Regions from separate parts of the Sus scrofa genome. Here all the other regions are linked to region 1. Evidence: chromatin contacts called from public HiChIP or PLAC-seq data. All regions are on one chromosome and are shown on one strand. The core of a region is the stretch at or near the end of the contact, and the rest is flanking DNA. Distances in the headings are between cores, read along the strand shown. Region 1 overlaps TANC2 (protein TANC2). Region 2 overlaps MARCH10 (probable E3 ubiquitin-protein ligase MARCH10). Region 3 overlaps MARCH10 (probable E3 ubiquitin-protein ligase MARCH10).

The links. HiChIP or PLAC-seq counts read pairs in DNA pulled down with a chosen protein or histone mark.
Region 2: an H3K27ac HiChIP or PLAC-seq map of alveolar macrophages shows a contact between it and region 1. The contact joins two enhancer-like sites. A contact is called at or near these places in 3 of 47 Hi-C or Micro-C datasets (embryonic fibroblasts, fetal skeletal muscle and liver) and 1 of 2 datasets of contacts at active chromatin or transcription factors (alveolar macrophages).
Region 3: a contact with region 1 is called in an H3K27ac HiChIP or PLAC-seq map of alveolar macrophages. The contact joins two enhancer-like sites. A contact is called at or near these places in 1 of 47 Hi-C or Micro-C datasets (embryonic fibroblasts) and 1 of 2 datasets of contacts at active chromatin or transcription factors (alveolar macrophages).

The regions. Positions count from the first base shown.
Region 1 is chr12:15,701,843-15,706,387 of Sscrofa11.1, forward strand. All of the region lies in intron 3 of TANC2 (protein TANC2), which reads right to left. Among named protein-coding and RNA genes, the nearest start is that of TANC2, 110 kb to the right of the region's middle. Within about 2 kb of position 2,024, at least 2 of the 83 cell types and tissues checked have an H3K27ac peak or open chromatin away from gene starts, as enhancers often do. A contact at or near this core is called in alveolar macrophages, where this site is marked.
Region 2 is chr12:16,034,939-16,039,483 of Sscrofa11.1, forward strand. The region is part of intron 8 of MARCH10 (probable E3 ubiquitin-protein ligase MARCH10); the gene reads left to right. The region is part of intron 1 of LOC110256164 (a long non-coding RNA gene); the gene reads right to left. Among named protein-coding and RNA genes, the nearest start is that of MARCH10, 67 kb to the left of the region's middle. Within about 2 kb of position 2,708, at least 38 of the 83 cell types and tissues checked have an H3K27ac peak or open chromatin away from gene starts, as enhancers often do. A contact at or near this core is called in alveolar macrophages, where this site is marked.
Region 3 is chr12:15,979,721-15,984,265 of Sscrofa11.1, forward strand. The region is part of intron 2 of MARCH10 (probable E3 ubiquitin-protein ligase MARCH10); the gene reads left to right. Among named protein-coding and RNA genes, the nearest start is that of MARCH10, 12 kb to the left of the region's middle. Within about 2 kb of position 2,616, at least 25 of the 83 cell types and tissues checked have an H3K27ac peak or open chromatin away from gene starts, as enhancers often do. A contact at or near this core is called in alveolar macrophages, where this site is marked.

The DNA of each region.
Region 1 (4,545 bases), core at 774-3,273:
AAAGCACCTAGCGCAGAGCCTTGCACATACGTATTATTAAATTTTTATCTTTATTCCTAAAGCAATCTATGTTGAGAACTAAATAATTTTTATCGGAAAGAGAAAGTACTAAATAATAATCCTGTACATTAGTGATGCTGCTATACCAGGTATACTCTTACACTGATATAAAGAAATGATACACTGAATATCGAAATAATTTTCCCTATCATTCTATATAAGAAAATACTATTGGTTTAATACAGAAATCTTTGTCACCAAACTAAAGAATAATTTGTGTATGTTTCGAGAGCATGAACATCTCATTTCTACATTTTATATATTTGCAAGGAAAGAAAAAGAATCAGGAGATAGTAATTTGAAAATTTAGTACATAATTACTAGAGATATACCAGCATGTGGTAATCAAATAACACTCACTACAAATAATGGGAATCACACAAAGCCAAGCACTGTACAAGTTCCCAGTCTTCCAACATGAGCTAATCCTGGGCATTATTATATCAATACACATGTTACATATCAGAGTCTAATGCTTGCACAATGCTATCTTCGCAGAAGTAAATCAAAACTGGGCTTTGACCATGCACCTATTCAATACCTAGAACCAAAGAAGTTCTGGTTAGATATAACCTCTACTGAAAAATAACTTGCTTCAGAAAAGAGAGCTAGTACAACAACAACAACAAAAAAACCTCAATTCTGATGAAGTAACCCACGCTGCCTAAAATACAGAACCAGAATTCCTAGAATTGATAAGCTTCTTTCATCAACTTGAATGGCCTAAATGCAAGACACTGGCACTGTGCTAGATGCTAAGATTCTACTGTTGATAAGCTCTTAGACTGTTAAGAAAAATCAAGATCCAACAAATAAGAACAAGTATAGTAAATAATACAATCCAGTAAAATACAGTATGCTATATTGGAAAGCAGAAAATAAGAACCCAACCTTAGAAAGCTATATACATATATAACTGGCCAATCAGTTTTACAGTCATATTTCGAGAGCCCTATTTCACAAATCAATAACCACTTCATAGTCTGACAAAATACATACATCCAAATTTCTCACACTGCTGCTTTATTTTTTCAGTTACATAAGTAACAGAAGTGACTACTGGATCAATAAGTGGCCTGGGCACACACACACACATTTCCATGCACACTAAGTGCTAGATCCTCATTCGAACTTTCATTCAACAAATACTGACAAATTTTTATATTAAGTGTTCTAAGGCTAGAGTGGTGAATAAGATAGTCTCTGCTCAAATGAAACAAATTTCCTAGTAGTTGCGACAACAATGAACAAGTAAATAAACACAGGTAGAAGTAGTTATTGTGAATATTATGGCTAGGTATTTAGGAGGTCAGAGAGTCTCTGAACGAAGCAGAAATCTACCGACCTTAGTCACAAAGAACAAATGTACAGGTCCTGCAAAGAAAATGCTCTTACCATGTTTAGGTAAAAAGGCCAATACAGATGAAACAAAGTGGATAAGGGAGAGAGTGGAAGGACATAAAGTGTGAGGAAAAGGGTAACTTGGGGGGGTGGTCACATAGGGACTGACAAAGACTCTGGAGTTTATTCTGAACATGATAGGAAGCCACTGGAGAAGTTTTTTTTTTTTTTTCAAGTTTGGGGAAATACATGATTTGATTTAACTATAGTATCAAACAACAGACTATATGTTGGCAAGAATGGAAATAAGGTAGGACACAGAAATGATGGTAGTTCAGACTAAATGGCAATTATATAGGTGGTATGGAAATGACAGAAAAATGTTACCTTAAAAAGAACAAATTTTTGAAGCATTACAAAACAAAACACAAAGCCGATAATAGAAGAGAAATGTTAAGAAATCCACAGAAGACAGAAACTAGATGCAACTAAAATGAGGAAATTATAGCCTACAGCATGTGTAGGAGGATAACTGTGAAAGATGAGAGAGAGTGTTGCCAGGTTAGTTTTAACCACAGAAGCAAGAGATGCAAGGAGCAGGAAGTGCCCAGGGGCAGCGGTCTTAATGAGCGGAGTGGGATCTGATTCACCGCAAGTCATCAGGCCATCTCCCATCTATTACACTGGATAAGCAGATGCCATCAGAGGTCTCTGCCCCTGAACTTGGAGCAATGAGTGTGGAGATGTCTGAGTCAGAATCCACTGTATTTGAGAGAGAGATCAAAGGCCAACCCAGTTAGTTAACACACAGGAGACCCCGAAGGATAAAACATCTCACCAGACACCTTAACCTTACATGTCTGCTATTATTATTGGAGAAGAGACATTAAATAGAAACTCGATCCACAATCAGGCAGGGTGATTATTAGGCATTATGTACCTCTACTGACATATCAGTTGTTTAATGTTAATGTTTATTCTGAACAGATTGGCATCTGTTCTTACTGGTTGATATTTATGGCATATTCATTATTAATTATTTTGAATATTACCCCCTGAACACAAAATATAATAAAACGGAAGGGCTCTGGTTCTGGTTCTGGGTAAAATGGAGAATGTACACTCTACTTTTACTGAATGAAACTAAAACCCCTAAATATAACTGAATACCCTGGAAAGAATGATGGAGTAGCAATCTGAGATCTCTGAAAACTAAATAGTAGCAGGCAAATTGTGGAAGGAAACCAAAACTTGAAGGACAACCAATTCAGTGGTGCATTCATTTCCTGCTGTTTATGTCCCCAAACCCCCAGCCTGAACCCAAAGAAAATCCAAATCCTAGAATGGCACATAAGGAACAAACAAAAAGATCCAAGTCTTCTCTTTCTAATTAGAGAATACAAATTGGGCAGTGGAGGGGGAGGGGGGATCCACACAGGAATGATGAAAATGTAGGGAAATCTCCTGGATCTTTTCTCTTTTTCCTTTCTCTTCCAGTTCTGGCCACAGGCAAGCCTATTTCACTAATAGCAGTAGCTCTGAGGGAGGAGGACTCCTCTCTGACTAGAGGAGCAGTGATATAAGGAATATGATATAACTTATAAGGAGAAATCAATAAATCCACACTTATGGTCTGAGATCTCAACTTGTCTTTCCTAATTGACAGAATGAGCAAACAGAAAATTAGCAAAGACATAGAAGACCTGAACAACCAGACTGACATTTATAGAAGCTTCCATGTCAAAAGAGCATAATACACCTTTTTTTTTTTTTTTTTTTTTTTTTTACGTGCACACAGAACATTTAAGATAGATCATTTACTGGGCCATAAAATAAGTCTCAATAAAACATGATTTAACTCACAGAATGTGAGTTCTTTGATCAGAGTGAAATTAAATTAGAAATCAATATAAGGAAGATACCTGGAAAATACTCAAATGTTTGGAAACTATATCAACACACTTCTAAATGACATGTGGTTAAAGAAGAAATCAAAAGAGGAATTGGGCAGTATTTTGAAATAAATGAAAATAAAAGCATTACTCATTGAAGTCTATGAAATGCAGCTAAATCAGTACATAGAGGGAAATTTATAGCACTAAAATTCCTAAAGTAGAAAACAAAGTCCCAATATCAATCATTTCAGCCTCTACCTTAAGGAACTAGAAAAAGAAGAGGAAAAACCCAAAGCAAGCAAAGGAAAAGAAATAATAAAGAGCAAAGCAGTAATTGATAAAATAGAAAACATGAAAGCAATACAGAAAATGAATGAAAACTGATTCTTTGAGATCAATAAAATTGATATATTGCTATCTAGAATGATCAAGACAAAGAGAATAAATACCAAAATCACCAATATTAGGAATGAGAGAGGTGACACCACTACAGTTTCTACAGATTTTAAAGTTTGCTCAAGAAAAAAACAGGCAGTTCCTGTCGTGGCACAGAGGAAATGAATCCAACTAGGAACCAAGAGGTTGCTGGTTTGATTCCTGGCCTCAATCAGGGGGCTTAGGATCCGATGTTGCCATGAAATGTGGTGTAGGCTGCAGACTCAGCTAGGACCTGGCATTGCTGTGGCTATGCTGTAGGCTGGCAGCTGTAGCTCTGACTGGACCCCTAGCCTGGGAATTTCCATATGCCAAGGGTGTGGCCCTAAAAAGACAAAAATTTAAAAAAAAAAAAAGATAAAAAAGGAAAAAAAACAGATAATTCAAATAGTCCTATATTTACTTAAGAAATTTAATTTGTATCTTAAAACTTTGCTGCAAAGAAAATTCCAGGCACAGATGGCTTCTCTGTGAAACTCTATCAAACATTTATGGATGAAATAATATCAACTCTATACAAAATATTTCAGGAAACTGAAGAGGGGAAAATAACTGTCAACTCTCAACTTATTCTATGAGACCAGGAGTACCTTGTTACAAAAATCAGACAAAGACATTATAAGACAAGAAAATTAAAGACCAGTATCCCACATGAACATAGATGCAAATATAATCTAAATTGTCTTAGCACATCAAATCTATCAACACACAAAAACAGGCCACACAGGTCAGATTTGTTCACCCTGCTTTAGAGCACTACTTCCCACCATAATGGTCCAAATCAAATAATAAAAAAATATTTGTACAACATTAA
Region 2 (4,545 bases), core at 1,458-3,957, 330 kb after region 1:
GCATGTGGGTTCAATCCCTGGCCTCGCTCAGTGGGTCGGGCATCCAACATTGTTAGTGAGCTGTGGTGTGGGTCACAGATGTGGCTTGGATCCTGAATTGCTATGGTTGTGGTACAGGCTGGCAGTGTAGCTCTGACTCAACCCCTAGCCTGGGAACTTCCATGTGCCAAGGGTGCACCCCTAAAAAGCAAAAAAAAAAAAAAATAGAAAGCAAAGACTCACTAAAAAAAAGGTAAAATATCAAATAATTTTATAATAATTATATAAAATGTATTAATTTACATAATTCTATGTTGAAATGATAATATTTAAAACATATCACGTCAAATAAAATATACTATTAAAATTAATTTCACCAGTTTCTTTTACTTCTTTTATGTGGCTCCTAGAAATTTTCGCATTCCATATAGGCTTTTGCATTGACGGCTCACCCCGTAATCTCTGCGGTGGTGCTGATCTAGAAGGTGCCTTGCACATAATAAGCAGGAAAGGACCATCAATAAATATTTATCAAATGAAAATAGCCCATCATTACCATTATAATTCAGGACTGACCTCCCTCATAAGGCAATTAGAAAAAAATGATTAATAACCATGACTATAAAGCACATAATTTAAAAATTATAAAATCATTGTTAGCAACTAAAATGTCACTCTTCAGAGGAGTCACTTTGGCTTTCAGATCATTCACCTGCAGCCAGACCATTTTTTTTGCAAAAACCACAGCGAGTCAAAATCATGCCCATGAGTCTGGTTAAATCCTGTAGCTACCTTATAAAAATTCTAAGGCTGCTGGACAGAAATAGATATATGGAGAGAAGAGTGGCGATTTGAAGAGTGCACCCATTCCATGTGATGTACTAGCCACCCCAGCCTCGAAGAGACTGGGCATCAGGAAGTTGAGGGGAGGGAGGGGGAGCAAAAAGAAGAAAAAAGCGAATTTCCTGAGAAAACAATTCAGTATTTTGAGGCCTGAGGGACTCAAATCACTCAGTCATAATCCCCAGGCCCTGAGATCTGAGATGAGAAATGCGAACAATTGAAAGGAAGCAGGCCCTCTGAGCGCCTGAGGTCAAGGTGCCAGCCAGATGCAGGCAGGTTCTACACGGTCCTTTCAAAGACTGGCAGTGGAGCCTGCGGGACTTCCCGAGGACAGACAAGTCCAGGCCGGTTACCAAATCCCATGCTAATGGCCCGCAGGCATCACAACCTCTATACAGCCCAGGGGAAAGCCAATGGGGGTCTTTACCAGACAAGCATTTCCACCTTCCCCCCCTACCCCCCCGCCCCTGCAAAGCTGCTGCTGCCACTGTATACTTTTAACTTACCAGTGGTACTTGTAGAATTGACTTGCTAATGGCAAATGTTTCCAGCTGTACTAAAACCTTGGCACACTCATAGCCTGAAGCAGCCCACCTCACCAAAAGAAAACCACACCAGCCTTGACCAACATGTGAACCTAAATCCTCTTCCTATCGCCAAAGTGGCGTGTGACCTTGTGGAAACTACACAACTGCTCTGGATCTCAGTTCTCTCATCTGCAGGAAGTGGGAGGTGATCATTCCTACCTTGCAGAACTGGATGTAGGAAAAGACCCGAGTCCATCATCTAAGGCAGTGCCTGAGCAGAGAAGACCCTCAGTAAATGCGAATTGCCATATACAGCCCCAGAGATGCCCAACCTCTCAGACGCAAGGGAGAAAGCGAAGCGTACCAGGGCCATGCTAAAATCCATCGCCAAGCACAGCTGACTGGCTCACACAGGGGTCATACCCTTGGCCTCAACGCATCCTACCAGCAAAGAGAATGGGCTATGAGCACACTGTAAAAAGAACTGTGAATATAAATAATTGTGCCAGCCAGGTCCAGGCAGGAAAGAGATGGCAGCACGCACAGAAGGGGTGAGTGATGAGAACTGAATGAAGTGCCAAAATGTGGGCACAGCAGAAAACCACCAAGGAACCAGTCCAGATGACTAAGCATCCTGGAACCCGTAACTGACCACTTTGAGGCCTGGAGTGACAAGGGGAAGGGCAGTTACCAGCATCAAGAGGGCTATAGCCCCACTTCTGGGCATCTATCAAGAGAAAATCATGACTCGAAAAGATACACATAAACCTATGTTCATTGCAGCTCTCTAAAGAGTAGCCAAGACATGGAAACAACTTAAATGTCCATCAGCAGAGGAGTGGATCAAGAAGATGTGGTACATATACACAATGGAATATTACTCAGCCATTAAAAGGAAAGAAATAATGGCATTTGCAGCAACATGGATGGACCTAGAAATTATCACGCTAAGTGAAGTCAGTCAGACAGTGAGACACCAACATCAAATGCTATCACTTACATGTGGAATCTAAAAAAAGACACAATGCACTTCTTTGCAGAACAGATACTGGCTCACAGACTTTGAAAAACTTACAGCTTCCAAATGAGACAGGTTGGGGGTTCAGGGGATGTGCTGGGGGTTGGGATAGAAACGCTATAAAATTGGGTTGTGATGATCGTTGTACAACTATAAATGTAATAAAATTCACTGAATAATACACACACACACACACACACACAAAGAGGGCTGTAGCTATAGAAGAGGGTGACCACTGGCCTGTGACCTTCAGTAGGGGAAAGCTGCCAAGGCCACACCACTGCCCAGCAGAGAGGGAACAGGGGAATAATTAGCCCAGCCGCTCTCTCCTCCCGCCCTCTGGACTCCCGCCAGGGCCTCTCATTGGCTGAACTCAACGGGGAGCCAGAGGACGAGGGGACCTAGTTAAGGCAATCCACTGAGATCAGCCTCTCAGCCGGAGAGCAGGGTGGAAAGCGGATCTGGAGGGGAAAATGGAAAATATATCCAGCACAGTAATTACGCTACACAGAAGCAGTGAAGAGTTTAAATTAGTTTCGGTGAGAACTTGACAGCCCATCAGAGCCTTTTGAAACTGCCCTTCATTATAATCACAGGGAGAAACCAGATCGACAGACCCACCCTGGTGGGAGACAAAGGTCCGAAGAACCACCGTGGGATACTTATCTGCTGCTGGAAAGCGGTCGAGGGCTCACATTTCACAGCAGTCCTGGCTGTTCCGACAGCCCGCAGTGAATTTCAGAGTGTCTGTTTGCTAACAGTCTCAGTTAAACTTGAGACACCCAGGAAGTGTGACTCAGACAAGTTCAGAAACTCTCCACAGACAAAGACTGGAATAACCAAGATTTAGCGCAAAGATACTGGGAAATACAGTGTCGGCTGGTCCCTGGGTGGGAGACCCCTCAGCCTGGTCGGGGAGTTGAGGGCCACACCTCTGCTCTGAGGTCCAGGCTTTCCCCAGAACCCCCAAAGCTTGGCTCCTCTGGGCCCTCCTCGCCAGCCCTCAGTGGTGTTCGCTCCTTAGCAAATGAGTTCCCCTCTTGAGAAGTGGAGCGGCTGATGCCAAAACTAGACACATACAAAGAAGGGGTCAAAACCAGAAGAAGCCTAGCACTGGCTTCAGTTCTGTCTGGCTCACAATTGACCTCAACAACTAACTAGCTAGCTAACTCACTCACTTTTTTTCTTGTGCATTTTTCCCATTTAGATTTACTTATTTATTTTTGCTTTTACTTAATTTTAAAAATCACAGGCGTTCCCATTGTGGCTCAGCAGGTTAAGAATCCAACTAGTATCCATAAGGATGCAGGTTCAGTTCTTGGCCTCGCTCAGTGGGTTAAGGATCCAGCATTGCCATGAGCTGTGGTGGAGGTTGCAGATGCAGCTCCATCTGGTCTTGCAGCAACTGTGGCATAGGCCGGCAGCTACAGCTCCAATTCGACCCCTAGCCTGGAACTTCCACATGCTGCAGGTGCGGCCCTAAAAAGAAAAAAATAAATTAAAAAAAAAATTTTTAATTACAAACACACAAAAACTTCCCATAATTGAAATTAAAATTTAGCCATGTCTTCCACCCCACTCCACCCCCATTAAAATACAGATGTCCCGGCCTGGCCTCAGAGATTCTGATTTAATAGGCCTGGGATGGGACCAGGGATCAATTTTTAAGTGGCAAAATCCCCTAACATAAAAGTTTTAACGCATTAACTGTTAAAACACGTGTTGAATGCCCATGTCAGATACTGTGCTGAGAGATACCACAATGCCAAGACTAACACTGCTGCTGACTCCTAATGGGAAAGCCGGCAATGACCCTGGTGTCCAGGGGATCAGGGCGAGGGAGCGGGGGCAGCTGCGGGAACAGCGGCAGAGAAGCCTGACCCGCTCTCCGGACCAGAGAAACACTTCCATGAAACCAACATTTAAGACCGAGGAGGAAAAAGAGGAGTGAGCCTTGAGCCACGAAGGAGACAGATACCTCCCTGGGCATCTGACCACAGATGGTGGGCACGCCCATTAGGTGCCCAGTCCGCAATGTCAGGGGTCTTCAAGATTGTGGAGGGCTTGGATTAACGTATGTTTTCCTGATTGGCTTCAATGCACCCGAGTTGGGCAGCATGAATCTGCCGGGGGCCTCTAAGACGGCACTGAAATCCCACATCCCTCCACCCCTTAGAT
Region 3 (4,545 bases), core at 1,366-3,865, 280 kb after region 1:
TCAAAACCACTCACCACAGGTTCTGCAAAAAATAAATACAGTCGTCTTTAATATGTTCTGAGTACTGTCAAATTAAGTATAGAGCCACCCACAGCAACGACTTTGACGGGAACAGTGGTAAGTTGCATTATCTACTCTACCCCTTGCCTTGTTCCAGAAGAGATTAAATTGGGGGTTAAGAATCAATTGCATGGCTTTAATGACCCCTCAGTAACCTGGTGCATATGTGACTTGTCTGTATTTAGATAATTTATGAAGGGAGGCTTTGCTCCGGGTGGATATTGAAACCCTGGGCCATCGATGAACTAGGCTGGTTGCTCGCAGAACCTCAGCTTTCACTAGCAGCCCAGCAACATGCATGAGGGATTTCAGGGTGTACAAATAGTGTAAAACCTAGCCACCTGATCTGACTGCCAAATCATAGACATTTGCCGCATACGCCTTCCCATGCTGGACTCTCCTTTAATGAGCTGGCTCAAATTGAAGCCCTTAGAAACTTCCTGTAGACACTGTTCCCGCAACATCCTAAAATACGCTCTGGGTTGGTATGCACCAAATTAGCAGTGCCTTTACAGGTCTGTCTGCTCTCGGCAGGAGAGGAGGGTTAAACCCACTCCGAGTTATTTTGATGTCACTCCTTTTGGTGGTTGGGTGGGACCCTTTTGAAAAAACAAGAGGAAATAAACATCTATCTGGCATATTCCATGCTATTTCAGAATCTGGTAACTAGTACATAATGATACACCATCTCAGAATTTGGCTCTATTTCTTCAAGGGCGTTTGTGCTACATAGCTCCCCGCCCCCTCCCACCCTCCCGCTTCTTTTGGTCGAATGCGTTTATATAACTTGTGGTAGAATTTAGCCATTAATGTCCACTGAGAGCTAAAAGAAAGATTACACGTGGCATTTCAGGATGATTTTCTATCATCTATCAAATGTGTTTGATGGCTTTCATTTCATGTCACTTATTCATTCTGATTCTTTCAAGTACATGGCAAGCCACAAATATGACAATGTGAACCTGTTTCCGGACATGCTTGGGGACCGTCCACCCAGGGGGTTGAGGAAATGGACATAATGCAACTTTCCATCCCATAGGAGTCATGGGGAGGGCTCTGCCCACCTCTGATATGTGTGTCTGTGTGTCTGTGTGTATGTATGTGTGTGTGCTTCTCTGCTCTTCATAGAAGAGAGAAATCAACTCACTCGAGGGGAGTATCATGTCAAACTGTTTTTACACCTTTGATTTCTTAATCTCTTAAAACTAATGACTTTAATAATGTCACCAGTGGTAGTTAAGACCCAAAGCTCTGAGGTAAGCATGTTGGATCATAAGAATAACAAAAAAGAAGCAACTGAAGGCAATGGCAAGTCTTCCTTCCCAAAATGCTTGCGGAGTTCAACTAACAATAACCTTGACAGAGGTCACAGCTGAAGATGCAGAGTTAGGTCATAGTCACAGTGCTTTTCAGACCAGAACCCTGAGGCTGGGAAACATTCTTGTGGGACATGGCTTCTTGAGGGACCAGGAGCCTGGATGACGACCAGAAGAATGGGGCTGATAATAAAAGGAACAGAAGAAGAAAGTTTGAGCATCCCTGTGGGTTCAGAAAGCTGTCTGAAGAAAAAGCAGTTCCCAGAGGGACCCTGAGTGATTGGGAGCAGGGTCTCCTCAGCTGGCTGCCCCAGGAGAGGGACGGGCAGGCATAGAAAGCAGACCTCTGCTTCCAGGACAGAAAAACAAGGATGAACTTCAGGCCTAGATAAAAAAAAAGAGTCTTTCTTCTTCTGTGACCACGATCAGAATCACATTATGTGGCAAAGGCTGACTTGAGAAAAAGGAATGAACTAAGGAGTGGGATTAAGCCTGATCTGAGGATGGTAATGATGGAGAAGATGATGCTGGTGATGATGGAGAGGATGATGCTGGTGATGATGGAGAGGATGATGCTGCTGATGATGGAGAGGATGATGCTGCTGATGATGGAGAGGATGATGCTGCTGATGGATGCTGATGATGATGAAGACAGTGATGATGATGGTGACAGCAGTGATGATGATGACAGTGGTGAAGTTGATGGTAATAATGATGAGTTTTATTGACCACTTTTACTGCATGTTCACTGCGAGCCATTCACTCTGCTAAGCGTCTTATCAACAATGCCTCTTGCTCTCCCAGCAATCAGGCAGCCCAGGGACATCTCCCTCTCAGAGATGAGGGAAGCAAGAATCAATGGAGTTAGTCAGCTTGCCCAAGGTCACGATGCTAGAAAAGTGGCAGAGCTGGGGTTTGTCATGTTTACCCGGATTGCGACGGTGAGTCACAAAACTCACGTCATCCCCCACAGGCATATATGCACATTCTGTGTTCTGCCCCCACCCCCACCCCCCCGCAATGGTAGCTTCTGCACAGAAGGTAGCCTAACTACGCGTGCTGCAGTCAGAGGGATGGGCTTGGGGGGTGAGGGGGCGCAGAGGGGGAGCGACACCAGAGGAGGAGTGAAGGAAGAAGCCCCAGTTCTGCCGGAAAGAAACAGGAAGTTACCTGAAGCCTCTCATTACAAGACTGCCCTCAGCCAGTTTTGTCACATGTTCATGTGACCAAAAACTTATTTATAGCAGTCTAGCTTCAGACACTTGAAACCGAAAGGGAAATAAAGTTCCAAGGTAAGGGGAGCCCCTGGTGACAATGAATTACAAATCTATCCCCCCTCCCCAGCCTGTGGATTTCATACTCCTCTGCCCCTTTCAGGACCCTCACGGCAGAAACATCAGCATCAAAAAACCCAAAACGAAGCAAAACCCACTCACATTTACAAATAACAAGAAAACTAGCCCCTGAGGGTGGAGGGAAGTACAGCTAGGTTTTTGCTGTTTCCAGGACTGGAAATCCGGGCTTGGCTCTGTCCCTGTTCCTTCTCAGCAAAGCTGTTCACGTCGAGAAGACTAACACTTGATTTACATGGAAAGATTGCTTGACTGGAGCAAGATAAAAATTAGGAGGCACCTCCCTTGCCACTGGTTTCTTCTGCTCCCCCATGGCGGGGGGGATAAGGCACCAGAGGCGGGGGGGGGCATTTTTTTTTTCAACATTGCAAACCATTCTATTCCTCCTCCCCTTTGGGTAAAGAAATATTTAAGTCGCATGCATTCTTGGAGAGAATTTTCAAAAAACACTCAGCCCACAAGAATTCTGTTCTTCCCACAAAATCTGCCTCGATCCTGCGTGCAGTTGCTAACACGGGCTCCTCCACTTTCAGCCCATCAGCGTTTTCTTCTCTTGTCTTTAATAGGAGTTGGTTAGGGTAACAGAGACATCTGCTGCCCCGGGAAACAACACTCCACGCAGGGGCACCTCCCCAGCAGGAGCTCCAATCTGAAGTCATCGTAAAGGAATACCAAAAAGAGGCCCATATCTCGTTGAGTGTCATTAAACTCTCTGGCTGACTCTTTAGGTTTTAGCTTGGTTTATTTTATCATTTGATATTTATTTAACTTATTTAGTACAGTATCGGGGGTGTTTTCTTATTTATTAAAAACAAATGCTGTTTGTTAAAAGAGCTTGCTTATCCATATGGCATCGTTTTTTGAAATTAACAAACCCAAAGGGAAAACCCCACCATTCTGGAGTGTTCTCCATTTCTGAGCAAGGTGGGGTGAAAGCACACCTCTCTCCTAGAAATCCAGGATTCCACCTGCTGCAGGTACCACTGGCTGTTCTGGAGGAGCCCAGACACCTGTGCCTCACCTGCAAATCAGTTGTGAAGCAGAGAGTAATGGACTCTCTGTTCCCAGGTCCAAGTGTTAAATGTTTTGTTAATGTCGGGTCATTTCCGCTCTTAACCTCTAGCAGAATATTGGGCTTTCCCGTGGCCGTGAGATTCTGGCACGTCCTCCTACATCAAGGAAGGAGATGGATTTCCTAACAGAGGGGAACTGAGGCAGAAGAAATCTTTCCTTTCCCAACCCAGGCAGGAAGAAGAAGACATCAGGCCTACCTTAAAGATAATATTGTCTGTCTTTACGCTGCATTTCTTTACTGTAGCAGTGGATAATTCCACTCTGGCAGAGGAAAGAGTTCAGTCATTGGACCTGTTGAAATGCTCCAAGAAGTTTTACCCTTTTGGAGTATTTAAACCATCAGTTGGAAGGGAAGTAAGCACTTCCCTTTTTTTCGGGTCATAAAATGTTTATCAAGGTATACTTTAGGGAATAGCGTGACTATAAAATTTAGGATCACAATATGAAAATATCAGTTGAAAGTGAAGTAAGCCAGACAAAGACAAATATCATATGCTATCACATATATAGAATCTTAAAAAATGATATGAATGAACTTACATACAAAACAGAAATAGACCGACAGACATAGAAAACAAGCTTACAGTCACCAAAGGGAAAGTGGGGACAGGGGATAAACTTGTTTGGGATTAACTGATACACACTATATATATAAAATAGATCTATAAACCAGGAGGTCCCATTGTGGGGCAGTGGAAATGAAACTGACTGGTATCCATGAGGATGCGGGTTCAATCCCTGTC